Regions from separate parts of the Mus musculus genome. Here region 2 is linked to region 1. Evidence: chromatin contacts called from public HiChIP or PLAC-seq data. All regions are on one chromosome and are shown on one strand. Each heading gives the region's core, a stretch centred on a gene start, on an enhancer-like site or on the middle of the called end of the contact. The rest is flanking DNA. Distances are from core to core; before and after follow the strand shown.

Evidence for each region. HiChIP or PLAC-seq counts read pairs in DNA pulled down with a chosen protein or histone mark.
Region 2: a contact with region 1 is called in an H3K27ac HiChIP or PLAC-seq map of the NIH/3T3 cell line, with 4 times the contacts expected there. The contact joins two enhancer-like sites. A contact is called at or near these places in 3 of 115 datasets of contacts at active chromatin or transcription factors (the NIH/3T3 cell line, embryonic fibroblasts and neural tube).

The regions. Positions count from the first base shown.
Region 1 is chr8:31,370,511-31,377,061 of GRCm38.p6, forward strand. All of the region lies in intron 1 of 7420700N18Rik (RIKEN cDNA 7420700N18 gene), which reads left to right. Among named protein-coding and RNA genes, the nearest start is that of 7420700N18Rik, 6.0 kb to the left of the region's middle. Within about 2 kb of position 2,836, at least 78 of the 459 cell types and tissues checked have an H3K27ac peak or open chromatin away from gene starts, as enhancers often do. A contact at or near this core is called in the NIH/3T3 cell line, where this site is marked.
Region 2 is chr8:31,905,317-31,911,844 of GRCm38.p6, forward strand. All of the region lies in intron 1 of Nrg1 (neuregulin 1), which reads right to left. Among named protein-coding and RNA genes, the nearest start is that of Nrg1, 10 kb to the right of the region's middle. Within about 2 kb of position 2,570, at least 10 of the 459 cell types and tissues checked have an H3K27ac peak or open chromatin away from gene starts, as enhancers often do. A contact at or near this core is called in the NIH/3T3 cell line, where this site is marked.

The DNA of each region.
Region 1 (6,551 bases), core at 1,586-4,085:
AGGGAGAAAGACACTTCCCCTCTGCTGCACCATTTCACCCTGCCACTGTGAGCACTGTGGTTTGCTGGAATTCTCTGCAATAGCCTTTAATCCTTCAGCTAAACTGCTGTACCAGACATATTTCAAGCTAATTATCTGCCATTATAAGATTATATTCTGTTCTCTAATAGCCTTTCAGCATCCTCTTTTATTAGAGAACCAGTGATTTATGTTTTTTTTTTTATGTAAAAGATAAACAATGATCATTTGGCCGAGTTGTTTGGTCTCAGCACTGTGTGCGGCTGGGGTTGTGACTTGAGAGAGTCATATAGCCAGTCATACTGCTTAGATACTAGTTTCTACTAAGCTCTCTCCCTCCCCCTCCCTCTTCCTCTCTCCCATACCCTCCCTCTCCCCCTTTCCTCCTTCTCTCTCTCCCTCCCCTCTCTCTTCCCCTCTCTCTTTCCCTCCTGTCGCTTCCTCCCTCCCACTTCCTTTCCCCTCCCCCTTTCCTCCTTCTCTCTCTCCCTCCCCTCTCTCTTCCCCTCTCTCTTTCCCTCCTGTCGCTTCCTCCCTCCCACTTCCTTTCCCCTCCCCATTTCCTCCCTTTCTCCCCTTCCTTCCTCTCCCTCCCCTCCCTTCCTCTCTCCCTCCTCCTCTCCCCCCTCTCCAATTCTTTCTCACTCTCCCGTTTCTTCCTTCTGTAATCCTCCCTCCTATCTGTTACACACATTCTTAGACCAGAAAGCAGTCAATATAAAAGCTAACAAGTCGAGTTTTTGGCTGAACTTCAGATATGTGTGTAAAATACTCTTCGATGAGAGTGTAATTGGTTAGACAAAACCCTGATCTTCTCCCTTGAGGTCTCCCCTTTTCTGCTTTGTAGAAAGTTCCTTCCCTTCCCATCAGGACCATGGGTCCTCTGTTCCCCTCATTATGCTGGCTGGCTCAACACTCACTTTCAGGGACAGTGCTGATCAATGATCAAGGGAAGCCAAAAACGTCGCTTGGAAGTTTCGAGCAGTCTGGATTTCGTGGGTCATATTAAATCAGCTTTTGTACAGAAAGCCAGGAAAGCAGATGTTTACCTATAGTAACATCGCATGAGCTGAACAAAACAGGGGGAGATGATTGGGATTTCTGATCGTCTTCTATGCATCAAAGGAAGAAATATAATTAACACCTTACAGTTTGATAAACAGATTATTTGAAAATAATAAAAGCTCATCCTCTCCGATGGCCAGAGTTGGGGCACAGCAGTAGCTGCACTAAACCTGTTCTGAGTGGGAGGAGCCTGGGAGGCAGGTTTGATGCTCCCTGACCTTCCACAGGACAGGAAAGAGGGGAAAGCATGCTGAAGGTGAATTGCTCCTGGCCAGCCTGCCTGGCCAGTGCCTAACCAGAGAGCCTGCTCCAACTTGTTTAATGGCTGTCACCGATTCGCAGACATTTGAGCAGAACGTGCCCGTGATAGAGTCAGAGCCATTGGAAGGCTGAGCTACTTAGAGATCAAAGCAAAATGCTCCTAGGCTTCTGTGAGCTGCACCATTCATTTGCAGTCCCACTGAGTGGGACAAAAATGTCTTTTGATTGCACACTAATGTGGGATCATCAGAAAGAACACTGGTGACATTCAGACACAAAAGAAAACCAGGAGGCAGAAGGACCTCAAAGTGACCTTGGTGACAAAAAGCACGTCCGCAGAAACACACATATCTCAGGCAGTGTGGCCAACAGTGAGAAAGCTATGCCAGCTGACATTTCATTTCTGAGTAGCAGCTCCTTAAGCATTTGGAGCTGGGACGCTCATCCCACTCTCATGGAAACCCCCAAGAACTCTCACAAATGCCTGCTTTTACTTTGCTTCCCTTAAAACAACCAAAATTCCCTCCTCACAATTGTTGGGACATCCCAACAGCACAGTCCTTTCTTTCCCAGCTTGCAATGCAAACAAATATTGTTTTGTCCATTTCTTGTGGGTACTCACTCCAGCCTCATACCAATGTTAACATTTTTTCCCCCTTATCAAATGGTATTTCCTAGAACTACCTGAAGGTGGCAGTATTGTGCATCAGCCAGTGATTAGTAAGGAGATCAGGAACCAATTAAGGAAATGATTTAAGGAGTAGGCTGTAACTGACTCAAAATGAACAGATTATATACTGTGGAGACTTTTTTGAGCCTGAATACAACCACCCTACCCCCCACCCGCAGACATACACTCCAATGTGCATATATAGTGCAAAAGGTAAGAGGAAACCGAAATGACATGTCAACAGAGGGTAATGCTATTATTATCATCTCAAATATGCTCAGTCTATATAATTAACACAGTGATATCTTGGGGGGGGGGTGTATGGGTCATTAAGACAGCTGGCTGAAGAAATTCCAATGATGCCAATTCACCAGGAATTTCCCAGGAGGAAGGCCATTATTCTTTCTCCAACTAAAGCCTCCAAGATGCTGCAGTCCATGTATTTTGGAAGCAGACCCCTATTTCCCTTGGAGGGACATGAAGCAAGACTGTGTAGATATTTTACATTTGTCCATTCTACAAAAGTCTCCAGCTCTCTGAGGTGGAACAGAGCAACAGCATTCCAGTAAAACTAACTGACCATTGAAGTGGTGGTGATGGTGGGGGTGAGGGGATCATTGCCCATAATAGTGCCTGGAAAGGATATATGCAACTCTAGCATTGTCAGACCGAACCCATTCCTGTAACCAAGATGTTTATTAGGGCATACTTGGCAACTGCATCACAGCACCACCTAGGAAGCTGATGAATAATTGATTCAGACTGAGTGGACATTTCAAGGGACATTGACCACATAGCTGTGAAGTTGAAGCTGAAGGTCAGTTACAAGACACAGGTCAGAGGCAGGAGGAAAGTCCCTGTGTGTCAGAGGCAGGGCATAAGCTAGGTCTTCTCAGATCTTAGATTGGAGCAGATCCAGGCTTTCAGCTGAGTCATTCTCTTAGGGTGTTTGATTACTGGGGCTTTCCACATTTTTAGAATTCCGAAGGAGAAGTGGCACAGATACTGTTTGGATCTGCCATTGAAATGAGACAGCACAAACGGTCACTTTGTTTTGTTTTGTTGCAACAGTGAGTTGCCTGGTACTGTTTCACATCCGTATAGGACGTTGTTAGGCTCACTCAGAGATTCTTCCCAGAGACCAGTGGGTTATGGTGTGGGAAAAGACTCCTGGAGAGAAATGACATTTTAGAAAACTCCACGTCAAGAAATTGTGTGTTTCTGACTGAGTAGTTTCTAGAATGTAGACATAGTTACAACTACTTTGGATATTTTATGCCATTTAATCTTCATAACACCATATGAGGTAGAAATAAATTTATCTATCTATCTATCTATCTATCTATCTATCTATCTATCTATCTATCTATCTATCTATCTATCTCAATTGTATAGAAGTTGACCTTTCCCAAAGCTATAACTGCCAAGCAACAGGGCTGGTATCCAAACTCTGAGTTTCCTTAGGAGAAGGAGGGTTAAATATATTTATGAAACCATTGAACTTGAACCATTTTGTTGAATTTAGAAAGTAATGGGCCATCGTGAATTTCTTTCTTTTTTTTTTTTTTTTAAAGATTTATTTTATGTGTGTCTATTTGCCTGCATGTCTGTGCACTGTGTGCTCACAGAGGCCAGGAAAAGGCATTGGATCCATTTCCTGAGACTGAGTTACAGATGGTCATGAGCTGCCCTGTTGGTGCTGGGAACTGAACCCAAGTCCTGTGCAAGAGCAGCCAGTGGAGTGAGCCATCCCTTCTGTCTCTCTCTCTCTCTTTTTTTTTCTTTTGCAACCAGTGTATATTAGTACAAAATAATAGGTTTTAGTATGATATTTCAACACACACATATATGTCCTATTTACCCTCTGTTATATTTTACATACATTATAAAGTTGGCAGAGTATGACTAGTAAGCTTCAGTGTCTCATGGTATTAATTATTAGTGCATAACCTCAGATAAAAATCCATTACTCGATGCCCACCAATTTGGAGATGCTTCCCACGGACCAGTAAGTGTACTGTGGGGCCAGCACTGATCCACATTTTAAGAAGAGTTTATTTTGTACTTTAGAGGACAAGACTGGGTGCCCTAACTCTGGAGATGACCTCTTGTCCTAAACACTACCTCCTACAGGCTCAACTCTCCAACAATAAACCTGTCACCCAGTGCCAACCCTTTGCTTCTACCATTATTGCTGGAAATGCTGCCCTTTTTGATTAAGTTGAAGTGTCTCCTCTTTCCTATGCAAGAGACCTGGGAGATGGATATATGCCTAGTCATAGGCCATATAGGCTGAGTGGGAATGTTTTGAAGGTGGGAAATTAGGCCATCTACTTGACATGTAAGCAAAAAGTCCCTGCTGATCTCAAAGACATACTTACAGCATTGCTCAGGATCCTGCACTCCCTGGCTGCTTTGTCACCTCTGGTGTCCAGGGGTCATTGGTATGTCACATGGCCTTTAGAAACCACTCCCCAAATCAAAGCTGGTGCTAGATAGAAGAGACTTTAACTGGTTTCCTTCATTAAACCTATTAATAGCAAGCATAGAATTTGGAGACTGACACTCAAAATCAGTAGTTACATTTGTCAATCCAGGGCTTTGTCCCTATAGTCCTATCTTCATCAAACATACGTATAGGAACCAGATGTAGTGGTATAGAACTGAAATCTCAAAACTCAAGAGACTGAGGCAGGGGGATTTTGAGTTGGAGATCTTTCCTCATCAACAAACAAAAGAAAACAAAATGTAGCCTCCAAAGAGCAAGAGAGAATGTGGGGCTATACAAGAAAGTTGCTATTGGGAACTCAAAGGACAAGGGGCTTAAGTCAGTACTTCTCAGAGGAACACTTGCATTGGAAACACTGGGTAATTTGTTGAGATTCAGATCTCCTAGTCATTTCTGTTGAATCCAGGACCTGGGTTCTTAGCATGTGGCGAGAAATTAAAAACAAGATAACTTATGACTCAAGGAGACCTGTAGTCACAGTTGTTCCTCCGATCAACATCGTGAGCATCACTTGAGAGTCTGTTAGAAGTAGAGATTTTGCAGAGTTCTAGCTTGGGCATGCCTGGCCAGAAATGGAGGATGGAATCCAGCAAGGTGCACATGAACCCCTGAACTCTGATGCACGATGAAGTCTGAGAATGACTCGTCTCTCAACAGCGTCTTCCATAGTTCCACACCAACATCAGACCAGTCAGCCACTGAATCCCATAGAGATCAAGCTAGAGCTGTGACATCTGCTTCTAATGCTTCCCTGGTGGTGTTTTCTTTGCTCGTGGAAGAAAGCTGAAGTAGAAGGACAAACACTTTTTCCTTTTGTCTTTGGCCTGAGTGCTTACCCAATCATCTCCAAATTTAAGAATAAGGGCTACTCTTTAATTAGTAAAAGCCCACAGATGCATACTCGATGCAAACTCAATGTGGCTATACATGTGTGTTTATAGGGACACGTATGTATGCATATGCAAACATTCAAAACAGGGACCAGTTTCTGCCCCAAAGTTTATTGCTATACTATGACTAAATAATAACTATTTCCTCTTTCACTTTATTATAATACCGAAATAATTTGCTTCAAATGATATTTAATTCAGAAAGCATTTACCCGTGAGAACACAGCAGGTCCCTCCTCTACCAAGTTGGCTTTCAGGCTATAGAAGGCACTGACAGACACCCTTGCAACCTTCCTCTTCTGCTAAAGGACTCCACTCCTTTCATCTGTTCATATGGCCAGGTCATTTTGTCTCCACATCTCCCTGATCTAACCCTACTGAATGCACTGCAGTATGTCAACACCCCTTATGATGGTTTTCAGAACAAATCAAGCCTGGGCAGAATTGATGGGACCATCATGCCCTTTGTTTCATACAGTAACATATTCTCTCTCTCTCTCTCTCTCTCTCTCTCTCTCTCTCTCTCTCTCTCTCTCTCTCTCTCTCTCCTCTCTCCATCCATCTATCCATTTATCTACCTATGAATGAATGTATGGTCTAGAACTGGCCTTCAGTTCTCAAATTTCTGATTTTCTTGCTTTCAGCCTTCTAAAGGCTATGAGTCTAGGCTTGTGTCATCCTGCCCAGCCTAGTATGCATTTTTTAAAAACAGAATCTAAGTCTCCACTTGAAATTCTATTCTTTCTTACAACATCAGCATTAAAGTTAAGCACTCAGTGAAAAGCCAGAAGATTTTCCATATTGCTGTTCAGATATTCATCATATTTTCTATAATTGTGTACTTGGCAGCATAGGGCTTTATTTTCTTTAAAGATCAACCAATTCCTCTGCTCTGTTTCTTTGGAGTTCTCTTCATATCTTCTTCAAAAAATACTAAACAGTCTACTGTGATTTTAATAGTACACATCTAGAATTCATTGATGTAATTCTTCTATCCAGTCACAAAATGAACTCATAGAATTTTCAAGAACTTCTAAATATTTTCTAAGATATTCAATTCCAACTGTCTAATAACGATCAACTGACCAAGTAAAATTATTTTTGCTTCAAAAGCATCATGAATTTAATTTTCTTTCCC
Region 2 (6,528 bases), core at 1,320-3,819, 530 kb after region 1:
GTCATTTCCTAGCACGAATCCACTGACTCTATACACTAAACACAAAAGACACTTCGTCGAGCCTAGTAACTACATGCGGAGTAAATGGGTGATGCTGCCATCGAGAGATTCATTAATTCAACAACCTCTACGTCCTAATGTGAGCAGAAGCATTTCTTTCCTTCCACCTTAGATTATTCCAAGGAATTCTGTCTCTATGACCTGGCTTACACCTGTGCTTCATTTCCTACTCCCTTACTCTATTCCAATTATCACCAACACTAGTACTATATCATGACTATTGTGTTACTGTCTCTGTACCATTTATTTCCTCTGTCTCACGAACTTCTAAAAGAAGGAAAATACCTATACTGTAGATTTGTGAGAAGATTAGATAACACATGTTAAACACTCAGCATAGAACATGTGGTTAGTCAATGATACCCGTTGACTAACCACCCCTGTATACCAACCAAACTAGTCTATTCACTAGGTACCCAGCATGTTTCTTTAGTTTGCCCTTGGCCTTCCTTGGTACATTAGTACCCATGATCCTTCAGGGTCACTGACATGCTCCCAAGAATCACATTGAAACACCCATGGTCTGAGGACGCCTGATTCTGTTCTTCATAGTCATTAGTCTTCTTATGTCCTAAATGTCTTAGGCAAAAAATTTCTATGCTTCTAGAATACCACCTCACATTCCAGTGAACAGCTAGTATTTCATCTTTGAGCAGATCAAACTATTAAGAGGCCAGTAACTGGCAGACTCTGTCATCCTACCATCCTCTGATCTCAGGGCCTTGTTGTCCAGTTCTTGAAGCTTACTAACTATACACGTGGAACCTAAGATCCAATGATTGCACACTTATGGATTTTAATTTTTGTAAGTCAAGGAAAATGCACTGACCAGCTTATCTGTATGATCACTCCTATCTTTAAACGCTAGTAGTTCTTCCCTGATCTCACTTAATAAAGCTCAGAGACTTCAAAATCACTGTTGCCATTGATAGCATGAACCATCTCTTCATTTACAGAGCCCATCTTGATAATGGGTCTTGCATCCTATGAGAGTGAGATTATTATGGAATTCGGGGGACTCTAACTCTTTTCTCCCACAGCTATGAGAAGCTCTTTATCACCTTCTAGATTGACAGCGTTTTAAGGTAGTGAAAGTTCACAGAAGTAAATTCAGATACACACATGATTGACATATCAGTTTAATGCATGGCCCTCTGCCTATGAGAGCAACTTCCTGAATCAGGTTGCTTCATCATCTCACTGGCAGGTGGACCAATGACTGTCTCTCTCTGTTCTTCTAATTTGTGAGGGCAATGCAGAATTGATGGTAACACAAATCATAAAGTGAAAAAACACACTAAACCAAATTAGTACTATGCCACATACTTATCAGCCTATCTCTGGAAGCCCCGTCCTTTTTCTCAAGCCTGAAACAGTAATGCCAAAGTTTCAAATTCAAACAAGTGAAGTTAAGTCTTAAAACTGCTCAGAAATGGTAGCTCTTTTTTTTTTTTTTTTTGTAGAGCACTGTGAGGCAGAGACTAATACAAATGCTTAATATTCATGAACTAATGTGGTCCCCCACAGAATCATGAATAAACCACAGTTAACACCATTTACAAATGAAGAAATGGAGGCAAAGAAAGAGCTTGCTATCAGCCATCAGAGACAGGGCAGACATGATCAACCCATTGTGGGGTACAGTCCTTTTCGCCTTATGATGATAAATCTTTGTTAGTCTTCTTGTTGTTGTTCTTTTGCCTTTCCTTGCTAAGACAGTCTCATCAAGCTCAGGATGACATCAGACTTATTGAGAAGTCCAGCCTACCTTGAACTCCTTCCTCATCCTTTTATACCAATGTCCTGAGGGCTGAATATATACCTCAAAGCCCAGCAATGTGAAATTTTACTTATTTACTGCATTCATATACTTATTTGTATGTGTGTTTGTGTGTGCGCGCGCACGCAGAGGGCATGGCTATTCCATATAAAATACTCCATTTGTTACTGTCCAGGGCAAAGGAATGAATTTAGGTTTAACTCTGGCTCTTGGAAAATGCTCAGTCTACTGGGATCACCACGAGTCATCTTTGGGGTTAAGTCCTAATGCAGTTTAGGCAACAAGCAAGAGGGTACTGGAGGACAAGGGACCACAACTTATTTAGAAGTTTACACTCAAGGCCTGAGAAAAGTTTGGAAAGGCTAGAGATTACAAGGAACAAAAACTTAAGGGAGAGCAATAGAAAGAGCAAAAGAATCAAAGGAAGAAATAAAATAGCATCCAGGGTTAGTCCCAGCTGGTGAGAATATGGCCCATATGGGTGGGAGGTGGCGGACAGCTGGAGTTCCCTAGATAGCAAGTCTGGGGTCCTTCTGTGGGAGGACGTCACACACTAGAGAAGAATTTACGAAATGATGTGTTTCCTAAATATTGACTATGATAGACTCAGAGAATACAAACGAAAGAACTCTGACTTTGTGAATCACACAATTTCACAATCAGCTTCAATACAAGTCCCATAAAGGACAATGACTAATCTGGTAGTGTTTATGTGTTCAGAGAACATTAAATGCTATGATCAATGTCTAACGATCTGTCACCCTCCAGTAAACATGTGAGAGAGTAACAACAGAGAATGAAGACGTCTGGGAACTCAACTCTGCCCTACTAAATCCAAGGACCCTGAGAACCAAGGAGCTACTGTCCTTCTCACTTCAGTTCTCACTGATCTCTGAAGAACAGAGCCTTTCTAAAGGAAAACTATATTCTCTAACCAAAGTTAATCTGCTTAAAAATGGATGGTTAAAACTGAAATTTTCCATAAATATTTGACCCATAAACTCAACTGAAGAGAACTACAAATTGGAAATACAGGAAAAAAAATCATCTGATTACATATATTATGCAGCAGAAAGCACAGAAGACACTAAGATATCATCTGAATTATGTAATTCTGTAAAATTGCTGGTAAATAACATGATATCTTAGAGTCTGTTTCTCTGCATTAATGAGAGTTTGGCAGGTGCTGCCTCTCAGTGTCATAACCCTCTGAATTCCTAATCTTGGTTATGAAATAACCCAACACAAATTACAAATATACAAAGTCCTAAGGTTTCTTAGCAGCAAGACAAGAATCTCTACTTCTTATCTGAATGAGATTACAATCTATCCTCAAAATATCACAGAATCCAACATTGTAAAGGTTTTCTATTTAGAGTCCATTAAAAGCATGGCAACGCAGGTGTCAGGCATTACTGTAATTGCAACCCAAAATAAATTAAATGTCGAGGTAAAAGGTCATCACTTATATAGAAAACTCAACAATCTTGAATAGAGGAGTTTTAAACATAGTAAGAAGCTAAAGTCCTATAGCTATGATCCCAATCATTGGCATGAATATTAGACCCAAAGCTCCAGCTAAAATTATTGATCAGGTTCCTGCAACCCTGAACTTGCTGAACAGAGATCAATTTAGATTTCTCTCAGTTATCAGTTAAGTAAAAAGATAAAAGGACTTGAACTTTTTTTTTTTTTTTTACTTTTTCAACAATGTGTTGGCAGATTATCTGACAATATTCTTTTTCTCTTCCTTAAAAAGACCCAGCGGTGCATGTTGGGAAATCTACAAAACCCCTCAGCTTTAAGGGCTGTAGTAAAGGGGAGATCAGAGTTGCAATAAGAATCAAGCTACTAGTCACTCTTAGGATTTGCTTTGTAGGCAAAACCTTAGCATCATGTAACAATCGATGGCTGCCGATTCCTTTTGCTCCCAGAAGAGCAAGCAATTATGACCCAGGAAGCTCACCAAGGGATTACAAACAAATGCTAACCAGAGTTCAGTTCCACTGTCCTTATGTCGTTTCATTTATTTATGGGGCTTTTATTGCCGCGACTCCAACATATTTCATAACGTAAACACTTCCTGCTACTTAGCACAGGAAGGAGCAACATCAAAGTCATCAGGCTAATAGTGGTCCAGTCTGTGGTTAAGGTCTCATGGGTTCTCTCTCTCCCCCAACTCATGCAGTAAGAAAACACAGCTACTCTAGGCCACCTACTCCATAACCCTGACAGAGGTCTTAGAACAGGGAGGGGGGGCATTTAGGGAGATCTCTGAAGAAGAAATAGCCATGACCCATTAGTTCATAGAGGGTAGAGAAAAGTAAAAGGGATGTGAACTATGAAAGAAAGAATAAAGGAGAAGAGATGCAAGCTGGGGAAATGGAACTGATAACCATTATCTTATACAAAATGTCACTGGGGCTTGAGAAGCCTATTGTCGATTTTCTGCCTAATCCCCACCCCCAAGCTATCTTGTAGCACTGCAGTCTTCAGAGCTGCTCCATTCTTTTGAGTGCATTTATGTAAATGTATATGCAATTTAATGCTCTCTTGATGTTAGTTGGAGAAGGGATATTTTTGTACTGGAGTACTGACAGCTGGGACAAGGCCATGCCAGGAAAGGCAATTCAGCACTTGAGTGTCTACTACAGGACGTGATGGCATCAAGACATCAAGTCTGGTGTCTTGCATCATGCTCCTGATGAAACCGTCAAAATGCTTCACCCCAGGAGGCGTCCTATCCTTTTACCTAGGGGGAAAAAAAACTCTGCCCTTGATTCTTATCAATTACTTCTGCCTTGTAAGTAGCTGCCACGTTACTCCACTATAGATTTCTCAATTCAGTTTCTGCACTACATTTTTTTTCAGACTTGAACCAATGGCGATCAGAATGATCAAACCATAAAAGTCCCGATCTATTCCTAGTTGTACATTAAAGAACAAATGAAAACCCATTTATTATGCTTAGTACTATATTGTTTTATATAGGACAAGCTCTTACAAAATTGCTTCTCTTTGTTAAACGGTCAGTGTACTAAAAAAAAAAATATATATATATCTTCCATAGGATTCAGTGTGTGTGTGTGTGTGTGTGTGTGTCAATTATTTTCTGCTTCTACGACAGATTTTATGTCACTTTTGCTTTTTAAAATCCTCTGGCTATGGTACATAGTCCCAGGTCATCTTTTTTCCTTCCACTCTCCTGCCCAAATCTATTAATGAGCAATCTCTTCCCATACAGCTTAAGTGATCTAGCCAGTTTTATCCATTAATCATAAAACCATTTACTTTTTATTTAAAGATATTCATTATATATATGAATTATTTATTTCAATCTGCACAAATAGATTGCATATATTTAAATATTTTAAATGATAATAATGGTTATGTTTGATTTAACTCATATAAAATTATTCTATGTAAATTGTTATTTCCATGTGTTTGTTAAATACTAAATATAGCCCACAGGCCTCAATGTATGTCTTCTGGGGTTAGTCGATCTCGGCTTGCAATAACAAAGAGAAAGCACATGCTCTATTTCCAAAGCAAGGACTCATGATTGTTCCAGCTAACCTCAGTTCCCAGATTCACTTATAAAGACACCTTATACTTTTTTTTTTTTTCTAGAGATGTCCACACTTGTGATTGTATGCCAATAGGAGCCAGAAATGCAGAGAAAGGCCCACTTGTTTGAATGTAAAAATCAAATTACCAGGGTGATTCTTTGAAGGTTACCATGGTTGTGAAGAATAGACTAGCATTTAAAATCAAGCCTCTCCTGCAGGCTTCACATAAGATACAACTTGAAACCTCCCCCTTGCATGAAAGGTCTGCATAAATGTCCCCAACTGCTGTACTTATTCTTAAAATGAAGACAAACCGTCACTGACAGGATCACAAGAGGGAAGGGGCAACTCGAAGAAGATAGTCAAACATAGAACAAGGGGAAACAACGTTCAGTATGTGTCAAGCCTGGGATAAGTTGCTCTCCAGTGTTCCACTTAATTCTCTAAGAGCCTCAGCACGTGGGCACCCTATTCCGGGACAGGAAGAAGGAAGCACATTCAGAGGGATGCTCTTGCTTGTCATGAACAGGGACTAGTGAGATTGAGTTCCAAGTCTACCCGGGTGTAAAATAATGCCTTGAGAGAAGAGCCTGAAGACTACTGCTGTGAGAGATATCAGAGGTCAAACACTTAATAACTTGCTTGGCTCACAAAATCCCCATGAAGTGCCTGTCTCTGCTCCAATACTCTCTATGAAGAATTAATTTCTTTCTCAACAACTGACACATTTTTGTTTGGATGACTTTGATAGCTAAAAAAAACGAACAACAACAACAAAAAAAAAAAACAAAAAAAACCCTTCTCTCATATACTAATCACTGAAAGATGATGTCCACCCTCCAGAGGGCCAATCAAAATCATAGATGTAAAATTTTTCTCTGCAGAGAATGATAAAAAGCTCTTGCTGGATTATATTAATATTTATTGTTAAATATAATTAGAAAGGGGGGGGCAGAGAGCTAGGATAGGATTCTTTGAGCTTTATCTTCTTCACTGACACTAATTGGTTATACAGATCTTCACTGTTGAATCACTCCATCAGTCAAGTCCTGCGTTTCCTCACTTGGGAGGTTAACTCAGTCTCCAAGACTGTTCCGCATACACATTACTCATATATAA